Regions from separate parts of the Mus musculus genome. Here region 1 is linked to region 2. The links are chromatin contacts, called in public promoter capture Hi-C maps. All regions are on one chromosome and are shown on one strand. The core of a region is the stretch at or near the end of the contact, and the rest is flanking DNA. Distances in the headings are between cores, read along the strand shown.

Region 1 (3,621 bases), core at 556-3,055, 2.4 Mb after region 2:
TATTTTATATATACAAAGTTAAAAGGTTTGTCTATAAAAAGCAATTAGTACCTCAAAAATCTCTCATTAACCTGAACAAGTGGCTGGGAGAAAAGTAGGTAAAATATACAGAATCTCTTTTCGTTAACATCTCCACGTGTATGTCAAGACAAGAAAAATTGGATGTGTTTTACTTTACATGCTCTAGCGAAAATGCTTGAAGACATGAAGACTATTAATACTCATTAAAATATAAATTAACCTCGGAGGCCTGGAAGGTTATTTTTTAAACTACCTAATTTGTAGGGAAGTGGAGACTCTAGTTAGTGAGACCAAAATCAATGGCCCAACACCAAACCGGTAAAAATAAACCTAATTAGCCATTCATTTAACCAGGGAAATGCATTTATTGGCGATTGAGCATGATTAATAGTGCATACCTCTACCTGCGACCCTGGGCTGCTCCGAGCCTCGCTGCAAGACTGAGTCAATCCTGCTAACGAAACAAGAACTGAGACAAGAGTGCAGTGAGGAGGCGCCAGGTGAGCTCCCCAGCACAGCCAAGCCAGCACCGACCCTGCCGCAGAAAGAAGCCCAGGGCCCAGAGCATTCTAATTATGCCCAACGCACAGGTGGCTGACACCTTCGACTCCTGACTTCCTGCTGGGAAAAATTTCCAGGCCTTCTGTACACCTCTTTTGCCCTGGCACTCCACGCCACCCTCAACCCTCCCGGCCCACCCGACACACTCACTGGCCAATTTCTGTCGGGATTGGAGAGCTTAACGAAGAGCACGAGGCCGACATTGAAGTAATTACTTCAGTAATTCCGCTGGCCCGGGGGGCAGCGGCAGAAGCACCGAGTTAGTGCTTAGTCGACACAGGTAAAAAGGAGTCATTTTTTTAAAAAATGGTGAACTTGGACAGGCTTCTGGTATTACTTTTCTCCTCTCCCCTAGAGTTCTTGCCCAACAGCTCCCTAGGGATAGGCAGGAGGTTGGGGTAGGTTAAAGATCGATTGTGGCGGGCTCGCCCGGCTATTAAAACAAAACAAAAAAAACAAAACCTGAAAAGGAAAAAAAGAGGGCGGCCCTAGCCCGACCCGTCCCAAACCAGCCCCAAGCTTCACTTCTCCCTCCGCCAACTTTCCCCCTCCCCCAAATCCGCGGGTCTCAGGAGGGAGGGAAAGGGGGTGCATCCACGGTATCCGACACCCCGCTCTGGCGAACTTACCCCCGACACGCGGCCTAGAGGATGCGTACCTTAAAGTAGATCTCGTCCACCACCTCGTGGTAGGTCTTGAGCTCGTAGAGCTGCACTTTGAAGTAAGGCGACGACAGGATGTTGGTGAGGATCATGGGGTTGAGGTTCATGGTCTTCTCGTTGCCCCACAGCGGCAGCACATTGCCCTGCTTGCCCGACACCGCCGGCTTGGTGGCGCCGCCGCCGCCGCCACATTGCTGCTGCTGCTGGGTCACGGCCGCGGCCGCCTGGTGCTGCGGTTGCGAGTTGCCGGTCAGCGCGGGGCTGTTGTTGGCCATGGTGCCGCGGCAGGAAGGAAGGAGGGCGGGCGGGAGGAGGGAGGCCAAGCTCGATCGCGCTCTTCGGGACAACGGTCCCGGACCTACTCCATGGAAGGCCGTCGGGGCAAGGAGCCCGCCGCGTTGTGCCCCAGCCGAGCGGGAAACTGCAACTGGGACGCCGACACACGGGAGCCCGGGCCCGAGACGGACGCCAAAAACGAGGCGGGGAGAACTCCGGACGCAAAGCAGAACGGGCAGCAGAGGAGCTCGATCTCTTCCGCCAACTGCCCCTGGGAACAAGATGGCGGGGCCAGCGGAAGTGACGCCATACGCCCGGGCGTTCGAGCTAAGGCCGTGGCCAATCAGAGCCGCCCGTGTGTGCAGGCTATTCCTCTTCCTGGTTGCGCGAGGTCGTTGCGTGTTGGCTCGGCTCCGGTGGTCTGTGTGCCGGGCTGGTGGCTTCCTCCTGGGACTTTGGCCCAGGGGGAAGGGGGTCTGGACACAGTTGCTATGTTTTAGAGTTTGCATCCGTTGCTTGATTTTTCTCGAGGCAGGAAGAGGGTCTCGTGACACTTGTGTTCTGGACGGATGCGTGACTGCTCCTGCGGAGCGGTCGAAGTCTCATGAGTTAATTTTGTTAGATTCTCCAGAAAGGACTAGAGTCAGGGAATTGACTCCGATAGAGTCCTTGAGGCTTTCGCAGAGGTAATAGTGTCCTACCGGAAGTCGTAGACGGCCCCAAATTTTTTTTCTCCTAAGATTAGGATAATATTTTAACTGGGTTGTGAGCTTTAAAGAAAGTACTCTCAACTGGGTGTGGTGGCGCCCGCTTTATTTCCAGTGCTGGGGAGGAAGGGGCAGACGGGTCTGTGATTCTGAAGCCAAGTTCCATAGACATCCAATCTCAAAATAACAAAAAACATAAAATCTGCTACCCTACGTGGAGTGCTTCCATTGACTCACCTTTTTTTTTTTTTTTTTTTTTTTTTTAATTTTCAATTAGGGTCTCACACTATAGCTGAGGCTAGCATGTAGCTCAGGCTGGCCTCAAACACAAGACAATCTTTACGCCACAGCCTTCGAGATACTGGGATTTTGGGTCCTGAGCTACCACATGTAGTGAGATGCTAGTTCTATGGTACCGCTGCACTGGGCTAGGCCTTAGAAAAGGGAGTGAGGAATGGAGATGGAGAAAAGGTGGGAAAGTAATCAGGGTATCTGTTCTCAAAGGTACTAATAATTTAAGATTAATAGTGTTTGAGAGTTAAGAGGCTGCTGGAGCCTTTGACCATCATCTACTATTTACCATCTAATAAGCCTGATTTGAGCAAAGAATGGCTTAAGCATAGAAAGCAAAATCAGGCTTAGAGATGGAAAATAGCACAGTTGGCAAGAAGCTGGGAGCTGTGCTTCGTGGGGAGTAGTGGCAATAAAATGTCTGTAATGTGTGGATGAAACATTAGGAACTTAATGCTTACCAAAGGCTACCCCACATCCTTATAGTGTGTGTGTATTTAAATCAGGCTAGGTTGGTTTTGATGGCTACGTCTGAAAGGAAATTTACATTCCAGAGACTGAGGCAGAACAATCAAGAGGCCAAGACTAGACTGGTATAATAATCTGACTTAAAAAAAAATCAGGCTATTGGTGTAGTTTAATGGTAGACGAGGTGCCTAGCTAGCATGGGCAACGTTGGTTTAATCCCAACAGAAACGTGTTTTCCTGTGCTCATTCATGGATATGAGCATTAGGGGCTGAGGATGTTCCTCAAAGGTAGAGACTTCATTAGCAAGCAAGAGTTTCAGCCCTATCACTGGAAAAAAGAAAAATAGTTCATATGCATAATTTTAAATATGACCTTGACGTCTACTTTGTATTGCTTGCATTATTTCTGGCTTCAGTCCATTCTTCAGCAATGGCCAGAATAATTCCATTAGTGCTCCTCTGCTCCTGAATGCCATGAGGTGAGCAGCCTGCCGTGCGAATCGCCAAACTCCAATCGTTGGTCGCATACTGTCGTCCTTTCCTGGAAACTTTTGGGTTCGGAAGTTTCCGAGCAGATCTTAGTTTCAGCAGCACATACAGAGACTGAAACGGGAGACTGAGGGGGGGGGGGGGGC
Region 2 (3,379 bases), core at 256-2,755:
TTCTAGCCAGTTTAAAGAGCAAAATATAGCTGGGTGGTGGTGCACACCTGTGATTCCAGCACTAAGAAGGTAGAGAGAAGCAGGGGGATCCCTGAGTTGGTGCGGATCTGGTCTACACAGCAAGTACCAGAACAGCCAAGGATACATAGTGAAACTTTGTCTAGAAAAAAAACCCAACCAACCATAAAAAAAAGAAGAAAAGAAGAAAAGAAGAAGAAGAAGAAGAAGAAGAAGAAGAAGAAGAAGAAGAAGAAGAAGAAAGCAAAATGTAGTTTAGAAAAGAAAGTGCTATGCAATAAAATGTAATTGGTAATGTGAGAGTCAGATTTACCTACTTCGTTTCTTAAAAGGAAGGGTTGTGTCTTTATGACCAGCTGTACAGGGACTTCAGTTATTCTCAGCATAGGCTAAATATGTAGCAAAATGATTTTGAAGCTTCAAATCTCATCGAATGCCAATAGTTTTAAATTGGTAATGCTCCAAATGTCTTATACAGTTTCCTTGTGTTTGAGCCAGTCAATTCAACACACATTCTGAACACATTCCTGACAGTTGTAAAGTAGAAAGGAAATATTCTAACAACTTACAAAGTTCCTATACTCGTTGAAAACTGACTATGAATTTGCCTCCTGCTGCAATAGACGTTGCCTGGTGAGTTAGAGTTTTAGCAATGCCATATATTCAACAGCAATGATACAACATTGGTAAAAACTGGTATCAAAATGCCAAGCATCAAACTGGAAAACTCAAACTCGGTAAAATGTAAAGCTTGAGGTTCAGCCAAGCATTCCTGGGAACACAGGCAAAAACCCCAGCAATCTCCTTCTAAGAACGCGACTGAAATAAAACTCTAGCTGGCAATCTCTGAGCCTGTCAATATGGGTTGAAATTTCTAGAAAAGTTGCCCAACAAGAAGCGTGGCCCGAGCCAGGAAACATCACTAACCGCCTCCCAAAAGGACAGCAAAGACCGCACAGGATGCTGCACGGTTCTTGGACTTGGCAACACCGGGCCAGGAGGGTGTGGACCCGCCAGACAAGGTCGGTTCCGCGAAGCCAGCGCCCCAGCCCTCGGCTCACCGGGGGTTAGCCTGGGGTGCTCCCTCCCACGACCACGGCTCGCATACCGCGCAGGCGCCCCTCCACCTCCGACTCCGGAGCCTTCGGGACTGGCCGTCGCCCCTCGCCGTGCCCACAACCCCGCGCGCGAGGCCACCCAGCGCCAGCAAGGACGGCGTTCCCCTTCAGCTAGTCCGTCCGCAGCTACCCAGTTCTGTCTAGCCCAGAGCCTCCGGCCCTCGCTCCGCTCCTCCCGGGACAAAACCGCCCCGCCACGTCCGCAACATCCCCGCCCCTTCCCTAGGCCGGGCCCCCGCAGCCTTACCCCGAACCCAACAAGCACAAGCCTAGAAATAGCAACTCCGACTCCAGGCGACTGAGTGACTGATAGGCGGCAGCACGTTCACGACACTTTCACGATTGCCGTAAAGAGGGGGGACTCAGAAAAGGTTGAGGCGCGCCTCCGAGCTACTCGGGAGCGCGCCCCGGGGCTCCGCCCAGGCTCCTACAGTGGGCCTGTTCTGCACTTTGAGGCTGGAGCTGGCTGGTCGGGGACAGGAAAGAAGGTGAGTGGGAGGGGGAAAAGTGCCTGGCCTGGCGCTCGGCAGGTTTTCTACTTGGGTGCTGTGTCGAAGTGTGGTTCGCAAGCCAAGAGCGAGGGCACAACGCGAGCCCCCTTGGTCCCACGGGCGCGCGAGCCACGCGAACCTCGGTAGCTTCACCTGGTTCCGTGAACTTCGTGACACCCACGACTAGAGTCGCGAGCCAGCTCCGGGAACCCACGAATCACGGGAGATGACAACTAGGCTGAGGTCTCCGCGTCCTACTTTTTCTCTTCTTTAGTACCTCTACCACCACTTCATCCCAAGCGATGCGTCGTGCCAAGCATGGTGTCCCTTATATTTTTCTGGTGCCAGGGACAGTGAAACTCTTGTACTACAAGACTTAGGAGTGTGTGTGCAAGGGGTTGCTTTTGTTGAATCAACTAAGGAAACCTTTGCCCTAATACCCTTTGTCATCCCTGTGCCCTTATTTCTACTTGGTTGGGGCTGAGGAAGTTCAAAACTGAGACCAGTGGTGACCTTGTGTTTACACAGAGCTCTGTCTCCACCCCATGATTGTGTTTCAAAGGGAGTGGTCCCTAGTTGAAAGGAAATCACAAGTCCTGGGAATCCTAACAGCTGCTTTCCTTTGTAAAGCACTGAGACAGGAATAAGTTTTCCAGCTTTCCCAATTTTAATTTACATACCGAATGCAACATTTTTTTAATCTATCGGGGCTGCGTTATCAAATTTTAATTTATTGGCAGTGAAACTAGATGCTTTGAGATTAGCCATTGGAAAATGTTACATTTGTCAAGAGGCCATATTAGAATTTAGGAAAATAGTCCTTGTTATGCTTTGTTTGTGGCCTGATATTTCTATTCGCCTCTGAAAAAAACCTGGGGCCACCTGTTCATTCACTTGGAACATCCAGAGTTTACACTTTTGTTATTCTTTAGTTATTACCACTTAGAAGAGACAACATTAAAAAGGTTCTTTTTATTACCAGTGGCTTTTAAATGCTTATGAAAATAAAAAATGTAACTGGATTTCTGACTCATGGAGCTTCAAAGTAAGCAGAGGAGATGGGTAAGAGATGCAAAAAAATTTGTTAAATATCCTTACTGTTGTGTGAAGTTTTCTTATATATTTTTAAGTCATCTTAAAGCTTTCTTTTTTGGTTCTGGAAATTGAACTTAAGGCCTCTTGTTTGCTATGCAAACACTCTTTAAAAGGGTTCTTGAATGCTTTGACCCATAAAATAGTTAAACATTACACTCGTAATCCTGTTGGTCTGAGACTGCTCTCACGTTTCCTTTTTGGAGGGGAAGGCACTGGACAGTTGTTAGTCTTCCATGTTACTCTTCCTGTCTACTTTGGTTTCTCACTTGTCTCCGAAAGACTCTTAACAATATTTTAAGCCCTGCCTTGCTTCTAAGCAGTCAGTTTAAACAGCTAGAATCTTCAAAGCCTAAACACATACAAGTATTTAATACCTCAAAAAAATTATATGCAGCCATGTATGGGTAGTTATGACTGCAATTTATGAATTGTTATAGTATTTTATACTTATATTTCACATAGAATACTACATCCCAGAAATTTGAAATTTGCCTGAAACTCAATAATTAGAAAGTGTTAATTATGGATTTTTTTAAAAAAAGATAACATCCAGGGGTTAGGGAAATGCTGTGCCAAACAATAAGAAAATTGACTTCCTACAATTAAAACTTTTTTTAAAAATTACCGCTGATAGATCACTATTATAAAAGATCTCAA

What was found. Promoter capture Hi-C pulls out the DNA fragments that hold promoters and counts their contacts.
Region 1: a contact with region 2 is called in a promoter capture Hi-C map of pre-B cells, with 2.7 times the contacts expected there. The contact joins the promoter of Prpf38b here to the promoter of Cept1 in region 2. A contact is called at or near these places in 2 of 39 promoter capture datasets (liver and pre-B cells).

What each region holds. Positions count from the first base shown.
Region 1 is chr3:108,909,924-108,913,544 of GRCm38.p6, forward strand. It overlaps Prpf38b (PRP38 pre-mRNA processing factor 38 (yeast) domain containing B), which reads right to left and starts at 1,806. Exons shown (of 6, transcript NM_025845.3): 1 at 1,241-1,806. The coding sequence starts at 1,519.
Region 2 is chr3:106,546,297-106,549,675 of GRCm38.p6, forward strand. It overlaps Cept1 (choline/ethanolaminephosphotransferase 1), which reads right to left and starts at 1,506. Exons shown (of 9, transcript NM_133869.4): 1 at 1,384-1,506. Dram2 (DNA-damage regulated autophagy modulator 2) reads left to right here and starts at 1,502. Exons shown (of 9, transcript NM_026013.3): 1 at 1,502-1,624.